3 separate regions of the Mus musculus genome follow, and regions 1 and 3 are each linked to region 2. A link is a contact called in public promoter capture Hi-C data. All regions are on one chromosome and are shown on one strand. The core of a region is the stretch at or near the end of the contact, and the rest is flanking DNA. Distances in the headings are between cores, read along the strand shown.

The links. Promoter capture Hi-C pulls out the DNA fragments that hold promoters and counts their contacts.
Region 1: a contact with region 2 is called in a promoter capture Hi-C map of embryonic stem cells, with 4 times the contacts expected there. The contact joins the enhancer-like site here to the promoter of Slc7a1 in region 2. A contact is called at or near these places in 6 of 39 promoter capture datasets (cranial neural crest, embryonic stem cells, neutrophils and 1 more), 3 of 115 datasets of contacts at active chromatin or transcription factors (the SCID.adh cell line, bone marrow-derived macrophages and embryonic midbrain) and 2 of 9 other capture datasets (embryonic stem cells and liver).
Region 3: a promoter capture Hi-C map of neutrophils shows a contact between it and region 2, with 4 times the contacts expected there. The contact joins the promoter of 4930505K14Rik here to the promoter of Slc7a1 in region 2. A contact is called at or near these places in 13 of 39 promoter capture datasets (the HPC-7 cell line, the SN4741 cell line, cranial neural crest and 7 more), 8 of 115 datasets of contacts at active chromatin or transcription factors (acute myeloid leukemia, bone marrow-derived macrophages, effector CD8 T cells and 5 more) and 1 of 9 other capture datasets (embryonic stem cells).

Annotation. Positions count from the first base shown.
Region 1 is chr5:148,727,442-148,730,760 of GRCm38.p6, reverse strand. No RefSeq gene overlaps it. Among named protein-coding and RNA genes, the nearest start is that of 2210417A02Rik, 13 kb to the left of the region's middle. Within about 2 kb of position 2,015, at least 15 of the 459 cell types and tissues checked have an H3K27ac peak or open chromatin away from gene starts, as enhancers often do. A contact at or near this core is called in bone marrow-derived macrophages, embryonic stem cells and neutrophils, where this site is marked.
Region 2 is chr5:148,397,998-148,401,198 of GRCm38.p6, reverse strand. It overlaps Slc7a1 (solute carrier family 7 (cationic amino acid transporter, y+ system), member 1), which reads left to right and starts at 1,295. Exons shown (of 13, transcript NM_007513.4): 1 at 1,295-1,470.
Region 3 is chr5:148,776,221-148,779,596 of GRCm38.p6, reverse strand. It overlaps 4930505K14Rik (RIKEN cDNA 4930505K14 gene), which reads right to left and starts at 1,634. Exons shown (of 3, transcript NR_131106.1): 1 at 1,376-1,634.

The DNA of each region.
Region 1 (3,319 bases), core at 766-3,265, 330 kb before region 2:
ATGGCAGCTTCCTTGAGCAAACAGGGCCTGGTGCCCTTTCTGACTTCTGTATCGGGTGGTCCCTCCTGCTTGTTATCTACTCCTGATGCTAAGCTTGGTCGCCATTTACATTGATGACGTAGTAGAGACTCCCTCAATGAGTCCTGCCACCACCGTTAATACGTTTCAGTAAAAGCTTTGTCATCTGGCAGCAAGTGCTAAAGAAGACCCATTTTATAAGAAGCCGGGTTGTACGGCTTGACGTGAGAAGAACCGGAAAAGAAAGATGCAGTGGGGTCCCCTCTGCTGCCTCACACCGCCAGGCTGGCTCCTAATTAATGCTCTGTAGGAAAACCTGCATCTCGCCTCCCCTTTAATGCTGAAGCCTGGGGAAAATCTTTATTTTGTTTCTCTTTAACCAGTCCTGGGGGCTTGGAGGAATGAAATGTAGCCAAATAGGATGCACCCACCAAGCACATTTGATTAGCTTCCGTTTCCAGTGGTGTTTTCAATTTTTAAAACAGTCGCTTTAAAAAGCCTCTCGGGGCATCGCCAGCAATCTCAGCTAATCTCATAACAGTCAAAAAAAAAAAAAAAAAAAAAAAAGCCGGTTAGATGCTGTCGTACCAGTAATGACAGACACTGTGGCACACAGTGGCTTCAAGCAGGGTCATAAGAAGGTGTTCCTGCTGGGGAGGGAGGGATGGGGAGGGAGAATGAGGGGGGAGATAAGTGGGGATTCACCTTGCTTGCCTCCCTCCTTAGCAGGCAGAACCAGCTCCATCCTTCTTGCTGGGCGTTGTTGAGCTTGCCTGGAGGCAAAGAGATGAAATTATCTCTCAGCATCTTTCCTCATCCCTGGTGACCGACCGATCCCAGGGGGAACTGCCTCTTGCGTTCCAGGTTAACAGAGTAAGAATCCAACTCCTTCAACAAATGTTTACCGCACAGCCGCCACGTGGAAACCATGGGGCCATGTGTGGAGAGAAGACGGCGGAGATAGTGGCCCTAGACTCAAAGAGCCGACAGAATCTTGGATCAGTTCCAGTACTTCGACGCCAAGACACCCGGGGCAGACCAAGATTGAAAATGTGGTAGAAATCTCTGCCCAGCATGGATGGAGTTAGAAGGAAGACAGATTTTACCGTGGCTTGGGGGTAGGAAATACCCTTCTGATGAGTTGGCCACCGTAGTGCAATGAAAACAAGGGGGCTCGTCCCTTGAGAACAATACTAGCAAGCAAGACTTAGTAATGAAGGAATGACTAGAGTTTTATTGCTTAGCAATAGGTAAGGGGCTTTTGCTAGGAAACCCATCAAGAAGCAGGCACTTAAAAAATACCTAAAAAGTGTTGACTCTTCACTTGGGCTCACAAGGTAGCTAACAACAAAAAGAACAGGGCCAGGTACGGCTGTCTTCATTTCGTATCTGTACTTGGACTAAACGTATAAAGATAAAGGGTTTCGATTGACTTTGCCTCTTGAGTCACCCTGAGATTTAAGAACAAAGATCTCCGAGGACATACCCACCTGCAGACTGGATCAGTTACCCATGAAGGTGAGACTACACACTCAGGATGGACACATTCACAATGTAACAATGTTTGAACTGTCTTGCTGGGTAGGGAGAAGTCAAGGATGCGCCGGACCACGCAATAACCAGCACTGCTTAGTAATACAGACCTTTTGCCTTTTACATACATCTAAACCTCTTGTCCAGACCCAGGAAACTGACTGGGGGAGGGGAACCAACGGGTCCTTTTATTGATACCTCATCTTGCTATGGCCACGTAGAATAAGCCTTATTTTTCATTTGTTCATCATTACTTGGGTCTTTAATTGGCAGGTGGAGGTAGGAGGGGCCGAGTTAGCCTGTTGGGTTTGGCTTTTACCAGAAGAGCTCTGATAACAGGTGCATATTGAGAGGACTTGTCACCATATGTAAAAACTATGTACCTGTGCCTGGGTCCCCTTACACTGCATGTTCCAAGCTAATAGGGGACAGATCGTGGGTGGAGGATTTAGCATTATAATGAGGATATAATGAACAGTGCTTAGTGTGCCTGGGAGGCTGAGGTCAGAGTGACTTAGCAATTTTGGCTGGTTCCTTGTGGGTTTGGGTTTGGGTTTTTTTTTTTTTTTCCTCCTGAAGGATGTAGTCTGAAGCAAGAGAGCAAGTTACCTTGAGAGAGCTTTCCTGTCATTACAGCAATAGCTTGAAGCAGGATGGAAAATTGATCTAAAGACCCCAGGGAGGGAGGCTGAGCCATTGTGTGCCCTGGAGAATAGTCACCGTGGGCATAGGAACCTCCTTTCCAAATTCCCAAGACCTACGCAGGCTAGAAGCGCTATATTTAACAAAGACAGAAGAAGAAAAAAAGTTTAAAAAATAAAAAGCAACAAAACCCAGGAGATCCAATTAAATCTGAATTTTAAAAATAACAAATAGGGTCTTCTTCTAGGTAGGAGGCTGCCTCTGCGTGAACTGGTAAAGAAACGGGAACTTTAGAAACTCAGAGAGGAAAGAAGTGAAGAGAAACCAGGGAAGACGTTACAAAAGAATAAGATGAACACAGCTTTAGCGATGCAGTCCGGCTTGCTTGCGTCCACTTGCTTGCGTGTGAGTTGGGAGGACAGGGGGGACAAGAATGGGAGCAGGAGCCACTTCCCAAAGGCAAGCCAGAGGAAAGAGGGGCATCCCACCCTCAGCACAAGCCGGCAGCCCTCACCACCCTCCAACCAAGCTGCCGGCTTTACAGAGACAGTGATTTCTCCAGCGGGCTGATGATACAGAGACTTTCCCTGCCCATCATCCCCCTTATCCTCCTATCCCCTGTGCACCCCTCCTCGGTCATACGGATGACTTTGAGGGCAGTGGCTGGGCACCATCTTGAGAAATGATCTACTGTTAAAAAGCTGAGCTAGCCCAGGGTGCTGAGCTCAGAGGACAAGCATAGATCCTCAGTGCGGCCCACCGCAGCCACAGGGTGAGGCCCAGAGAGGTGGTTATAGAGAACAGTAAGGCCAGACGCTCACAAGCCTAAGGTCTCAGGTAGCAGGAAGCTGGCTTAGCCTAGGAAAGGCATAGAGAGAGATAGTCTCACCCTCATTAGCCGATAACACACCACATCAACTGAGAACCACCCTGGAGTTGGATAACTCAAAGCCAGAAGTCAATGAGGGCACCAAACTCCAGAGCTGATCGTAGCTGGGAGAGCCAGAGCTATCTGAAGTCCTAGGGATGCCCCCCCCCCAGAAAAAGATAATAATAATTCCCCTAAGGGGTGTGATCTAAGGGTTCAAGAGCCTGCCCAACCCACAAATTGTAATGCTAATGGTGG
Region 2 (3,201 bases), core at 46-2,545:
ACTAGATTGGCAGGAATCAGTTCATCACCGCATGATTGACACTTACTTCTGTTGGCTGTTGGAAAACAAAGCATGTTTGATGCCTTGTTATTATCACAAACGCTGTTAGAAGTGCTTTAATGTTATCTTACAAGTGTTAGAAGTGCTTTAGTGCTATCCACCTCCCTCTACGTATTCATTAAGACTTTTTGGCTGGGCAATATAAATTAATACATCGTTAGTTTAATTCTATGGGAGTATCAACAGCTGTGGCTGACAATGAATCCCTTTACTGATAAGGCACACTTGAGAACACACATAGCATCCACCTTCTCTTTTCTCTTTTTCTTTTCTTTTCCTTTCTTTTCTCTCTTTCTTCCTTTCTTTCTTTCTTTCTTTCTTTCTTTCTTTCTTTCTTTCTTTCTTCTTTCCTTCCTTCCTTCCTCTCTCTCTCTCTCTCTCTCTCTCTCTCTCTCTCTCTCTCTCTCTCTCTCTCTCTCTCTTTTTTTAACAGGATTTCTCTGTATAGCCCTGGCTGTCCTGAAACTCACTCTGTAGACCAGGCTGGCCTCAAACTCAGAAATCCACCTGCCTCTGCCTCCCAAGTGCTGGGACTAAAGGTGTGTGCCACCACTGCCGGGCTTCGATATAATTCTTTATAAAAACTTTTATCTTATGCATATTTATGGTTTACCTGTGTATGTCTGTGCATCACATTCAAGACTTACAGATTAGTTGTGAGCCCCCATGTGGGGAGTCAGAACTGGGTCCTCTGAAAGGGTTGTCAGTGTTAACCGCTGAGCCATCCCTCAGCCCTATAGACTGTAGTTCTCGATTTTGGAGCAGAGATCAGAAGGAACCCTGAAGACTAGATTTGGGTACTAAACTTGGGGAGAGTCCCGCGGGTGTGAACTGCCTGAACTGTTCTGTTGGCTATGTGGAGGAACTACCTTGTATCAAAGGGAGGCTTGCAGGTTCTGGGGCCCTTCCTGACCAAGGCGGAGGCTAAGGCGTTAGCTAGGGCACAGCCGTAAAGTAGTCCAATGTCAAAAGAAGATTTACAACTAAGTCCAAAAAAAAAAAAAGTCTTTAAAATGTGTCTTACATCCAGTTTGGAGCAAGAAACCTGGTCGTCAGCTGTCCGTGGCTCCCCAGGAGGGGGCTCGCACCCCTCAGCCTGTGCCATCAGCTCTGACTCAAGCTCAGTTGCGGCTGCGGAGGACCAAGGGCGCGCGCGGGAGGCGCCCAAACCGGCGGGGAAGCCCGGTCTCGGGTGTCCCCGCCCACAGGGGCGCGGCCGCGCGGCGCTGTCATTGGTGCCCTGGAAGCTGACGCGCAGCACTGGCCGTGGCCGTGGGGCCCGCGGAGGGCGGCGCGCGGCTGATGAAACCGGCTCGGATTCCGCCCGCGTGCGCCATCCCCTCAGCTAGCAGGTGTGAGAGGCTTTCTACCCGCGGTCTCCACACAGCTCAACATCTTGCCGCCTCCTCCGTGAGTACGCGATCCTTGTGATTGCCCAGGAAGCTCTGAAAGCCTGAGTCACCTCGGTGTGCGTGTGTGTCTGTGTGTGTGGCCTCGGGTGGCGTTTCAGGCAGGGCGAGGGTTCTTCTTATCCTCTCCATCTCCGGGGGATGGGTGCGTGGGGCGGGCACCAGTGTTCCGGTCGCCTCCTCCGAGTCCATCTTGGTCCTTTGCAGGCGCGGCGTGGTGCATGATGCAACAGCGGGAGGGAGTGAACACGGGCGACCCGGGTGACGCCCGCCACGCGTGGCGCCGTGTGTAGGCTCCACGTGGGCGCGGGGACCCATCTACGCAGGCTGCCCCGGGTGGCATCCGGAGTCACGGCAGTCTGGGAGACCTTCCCTTACATGGCGCGGTGCGCGGCACCCCGCCCCGCCACGCGGTCCCGGGCAGTGTCGTCAGCCGAGCCGCGCGCAGGATGGACTCTTGTCAGGTCTCGCAGGCATGACCCGAGACCTGAGATTCCTGTCCTCCGGGTCGCCTCATAGTCTCCAGAGGTCCCTTTGGAGGGACTCCCTCTTGGGTGGGTTTTCCTTGTGACCCGATTCGGCCTGCACAGACTGTTCTTCCAGATGGTGTGGAGTGGGAGGAAGTTCTTCCGGCTCCGTAGACAACCTGTGCTCCGTGTGTTTCTGTCCAGTGGAAGACTTCCTGGGCACGATCAGGTCACCAGCCAAGGGTGTCCGCAGAGCAGTCCAGTGTCGCTCGCTCCAGCCCACTGCTGTGTGGACTTGTGTGTTAAGATAGCCAGACATGTGCTGGGATAGGCAGACATGTGCTGGGATAGGCAGACATGTGCTGTCAGGAAAACAAAACAAACTAAAAAACTACATTTCCCAGCACCCACAGTTATACTCTCACGTGCAGGAGGACAGGGTTTCAACCATAGGTGTATTTCTTCTAAAGGTGAGTAAACTTTCACTAGAATCCGGAGCGTTATCTTCTGCGTTATCTTTTGGTTGACTGTCTTAGCTGTCATGGAGTCAGCTGGTAATTGGGATTTTTGTAACATTTCTTGCCCTTCATGTGTGGTTAAGATAATAGGAAACCTCGACACAGTCATCCCCCTGGTATTTTTAGTTGGTCTCAATGGAAATTATTATTTTGACTAGAGCACACCCTTCTGCCACTAAAACAAAAGGGCGTGACTCACGAGATCAGAATAGACATTTAGAGGGGGAAAGTCACCCCATGAATTGAAACAGCTCTGAAAAGTTTAGCGTTTTGAGATCATGTTTTACTTAAGGGTGAAATTTAGAGGGTATATAAGGGAGGGTGGGGGGGGGTGAATAAACCAAAGGAACTAGTTAAGTAGAGATAAGAGATACCCCAGTGGCTAGGGCTGAATCTCACAGCCCCAGGGCTCTTTCTTGGCCCATAATTACAGGTTTTAGATTATTATTATTATTTTTTAAAGGTATGAAGACAAGCTGGCTCCCTTCGGGATTTCTCTTCTAAGACACATGGTCATTATTATATTTGGTAGATCAGTTTCTCCCCACCCCCACCTCACCCTGTGCTCCACCCACAACCCAGCTTCACAACCAGCCTCAAACTTGCTACTTTGCAAAAGATGACCTTGATCCTTTTGCCTCCCACTGTGTCCCTGGGATTACAGGCATTTGCGCGGATCCCAGTTCATGCAGAGCTGGAGAGCGTACCCAGGGGTCTCCTGCACACTCAGCTGCAGGTTTGCACAGT
Region 3 (3,376 bases), core at 385-2,884, 380 kb before region 2:
CAGTGTAGTTAATTATAATAATAAATAAACCTTTGGGTCAGAGTGAGCAGGGACTGAGCGAGCAGAGTTGACTGGAGCAAGCAGAGGCCCTAAAAATTCAATTTTCAACAACTACATGAGGACTCACAACCATCTGTACAGCTACAGTGTATATATATATATATATATATACATATATATATATATATTTGTATGTATATGTATATATTAAAATATATATTATATATATATTAAAATAAATAAATCTTTAAGTCCAAGTAACCCAGAAATTATATATATATATACATATATATATATGTAACCCAGAAATATATATATATTAAAATAAATAAATAAATCTTTAAGTCCAAGTAACCCAGAAATTCTACTGCCAGAGATGATTCTGGAACTTTCCATAAGAGCATGTAAGGCAGGTGTCTGTGACAGTACTGTTGATGTCACAAATGTCCCACCCCTCCATCAACAGAAATGGCACTAAATAAACCATCTTGTTCTTACATGTGTTTTTACATATATGTATATGCAGTGTGTGTGTGCTTGTGTGTGCATGTCTGTGGAGGCTGGGATTGGCATATATCTCCATCTATCACTCTCTCTTCCTTATATATTGAGGTGAGGGCTCTCACTGAACCTGTAGTTCACTATTGAGGGTAGTCCAGCTGGCCACCTTGCTTTCCCCGGGTGAGGTGGCCACCCCATGTAGCTTTTCTGTGGACTCTAGGTATTTGAACTCTGGTCCCCAATACTTCTAGGGCAAGCACCCAACCTGCTGAGCCACCCTCCTTGTCCTCTTATGACTTTTGGAAAAAATTTTAATCATTTCATTTGCCGTGATAGAGACCCCAAAGTTTCCATAGGATGAACAATTCACACAGTATCAACAGGGGCACTCCCTGTGGTGGTTTGACGGAGAACGCCCTCCATGGGTTCAGTATTTGAACGTGTGGTCCCTAGTCGGAAGAGATGTTCTGGTAGATTTGGAGAGGTTTGTCCTTGCTGGAGGAAGAATGTCACTGAAGGCCAGCTTTAAGGTTTCAAAAGCCTTGATCCATTCCCACTGAGCTCTCTGTTTCCTGCCTGTGGTTTAAGCTGTGAGCTCTCAGCTCCAGTGTCCATGTCTGCCCACTGCCAATCTTCCCTGCTGTGTTGATGATGGATCTTACACCTCTGGAACCATAAGTACAAATAAATCCTTCCTTCTCTAAGGCACCTTGGTCCGGGTGTTTTATCACAGCAACAGAGAAGTAACAAAATGTGCATCTTTTTCATAAAAACGTAAAGCAAGTCTTGGTAAATGTAGAATTTTTTTTTCCAATGGAAAATGTACTGTAATTCCTAAGCAGAGACATTCTAGAGAAGGGGGAAGAGCTCTCACCTTCCAATCGACACTCTTCCATGTTGTCAGGTCAGGTTGTGGAGAGCTGGGGTCCTGGGGTGGAATACTGGAAACCGGTCTCTTTGTGGTTGGGGCTAAGAAACAAGATGGAAACTTCTAGAAGACAGGCCCTCTCTTCCCTGGCTCGGCTGGTGAGAAGATATGATGACTGAAGGGCTCAATGTGTTGGTACACGTGAAACAAGACCCCCCAGTCATGTAGTAGAAGATGCGCTCAGGGGTGTCCAGGGTGGTGTGGTGATAGCCACACTGGCGTATGACATCACAAGGCAGGATGGCACTGTCTGTGATGGATAGCAACAGGGACCCTGTGACATCACTGGTCTACACCCAACCCAAAGGCTCACTGAACTCCTCAGTTATGAAGCCAATAAATGCTCTGTGTTGTTTAAAGCCGCCTGGGCTGCATCCGTCACTCGAAATATTCACCTGACTAGTGAACCTCCATCGAGTCAGACAAGCCGAGCGCCTCACAGCCCTGAGATGCCTAATGTATAAGATGCTTAATGATGTTTCTGAGATAAACCCTGCCTGTCACCCTGGGTTGTATCTGATTGCCCACTATATCTCTACCTCTAGAAATGAACTGTCAACTGAAGAAGTGTGTCCTTGAGGGACGCTCTCTCTGTTAGCGTGAGAAAGATGCTTTGCCTCGACGCTTCATCACGGAAGCTGTCTTATTTCGACACACTGCGGATGAGGTCTACACCCTGCATGAGCTAGGCGGGAGCTCTGCTACTTAGCTCGAGCCTCAGTCCAGTCATGCCACTCTTGAATAAATTTAGTTACAGTGGGTTGATTCACTGAACAAACCCGGATTATCTGTTAAATTGCAAGAGATGTCTCTTGATATGCCTCGACCTGTTGTAACTAAATTTATTCAGGAGTGGGTTTGTTTGGTGAATCATTGATTTGACAAATATGTGTTGAAGGCGCAGCATGAGCCCGCGCCTCATCGGGAGCTGGGTCCAGACACAGTGGCCAGCGCTGCAGGCACGTTCTTGGCTCCGTGAAGTTAGCAGCTAAAACAACAAGCAATAGCCGCACAGTTATAGACTCAGATAAGTGTGTGAAGAATAGTACTGGGTGGATAGAGAACACAGAAGGGCTTTCTCATTTCTGTATAAAGGTTAAGGCTCACCCAGGAGGATGACTCAAAGCTGAGAGTTGATGGATGAGCTGCTGTTAATGGGGCAGAACGGTGATATGAATGTTCTAGGCAGGAGACACTCATGAGCAAAGGCCCTGGGGCACAGAAGAGCTTGGCTGATGACAGAGCCTGAAGCTATCAGTGTAGCCCATGGGGTGATTGACAGAGCCAGTACAGGGACTCTCTCTCTCTCTCCCTCTCTCTCTCTTGGTTTTTTGAGACAGGGTTTTTCTGTGTAGCCCTGGCTGTCCTGGAACTCACTTTGTAGACCAGGCTGGCCTCGAACTCAGAAATCTGCCTGCCTCTGCCTTCCAAGTGCTGGGATTAGGGCCACCAACGCCTGGCTGGGGAGCCTCTCTTAAGGAGTCCATAATTCATGTCTAGAGAAAGGGTACCACTGAAGGTGGTGCCATAGAGCAATGCAGTGGCTTTCGTAGAGAAAGGAGACTCACAAGGCTGAGGACAGAAACCATCATTGGTTAGGGGTGTGGCAGAAATGAGGTGGGCTGTGGGCTCAGACAGTGGCTGCAGGGGAGAGAGTCGGGAACATTTGAGACACAACTTTGAAATGGAATCTATGAGACGTAGGGGACAGTTTGTGTGTGTCTGTCTCTGAGTCTGGTGTGATATCTCACTGTGTGTGTCAATGTGTCTGGTGTGATGTCTCTGTGTGTGTGTGTGTGTGTGTGTGTGTGTGTCTGGTATGTGTCTGTGTGTCTGGTGTGGTATCTGTCTGTGTGTCTATGTGTCTGGTATGGTGTGTGTGTGTGTGTGTGTGTGTGTGTGTGTGAGTGAGTGAGTGAGAGAGAGAGAGTGTGTTTCTATGTCTCT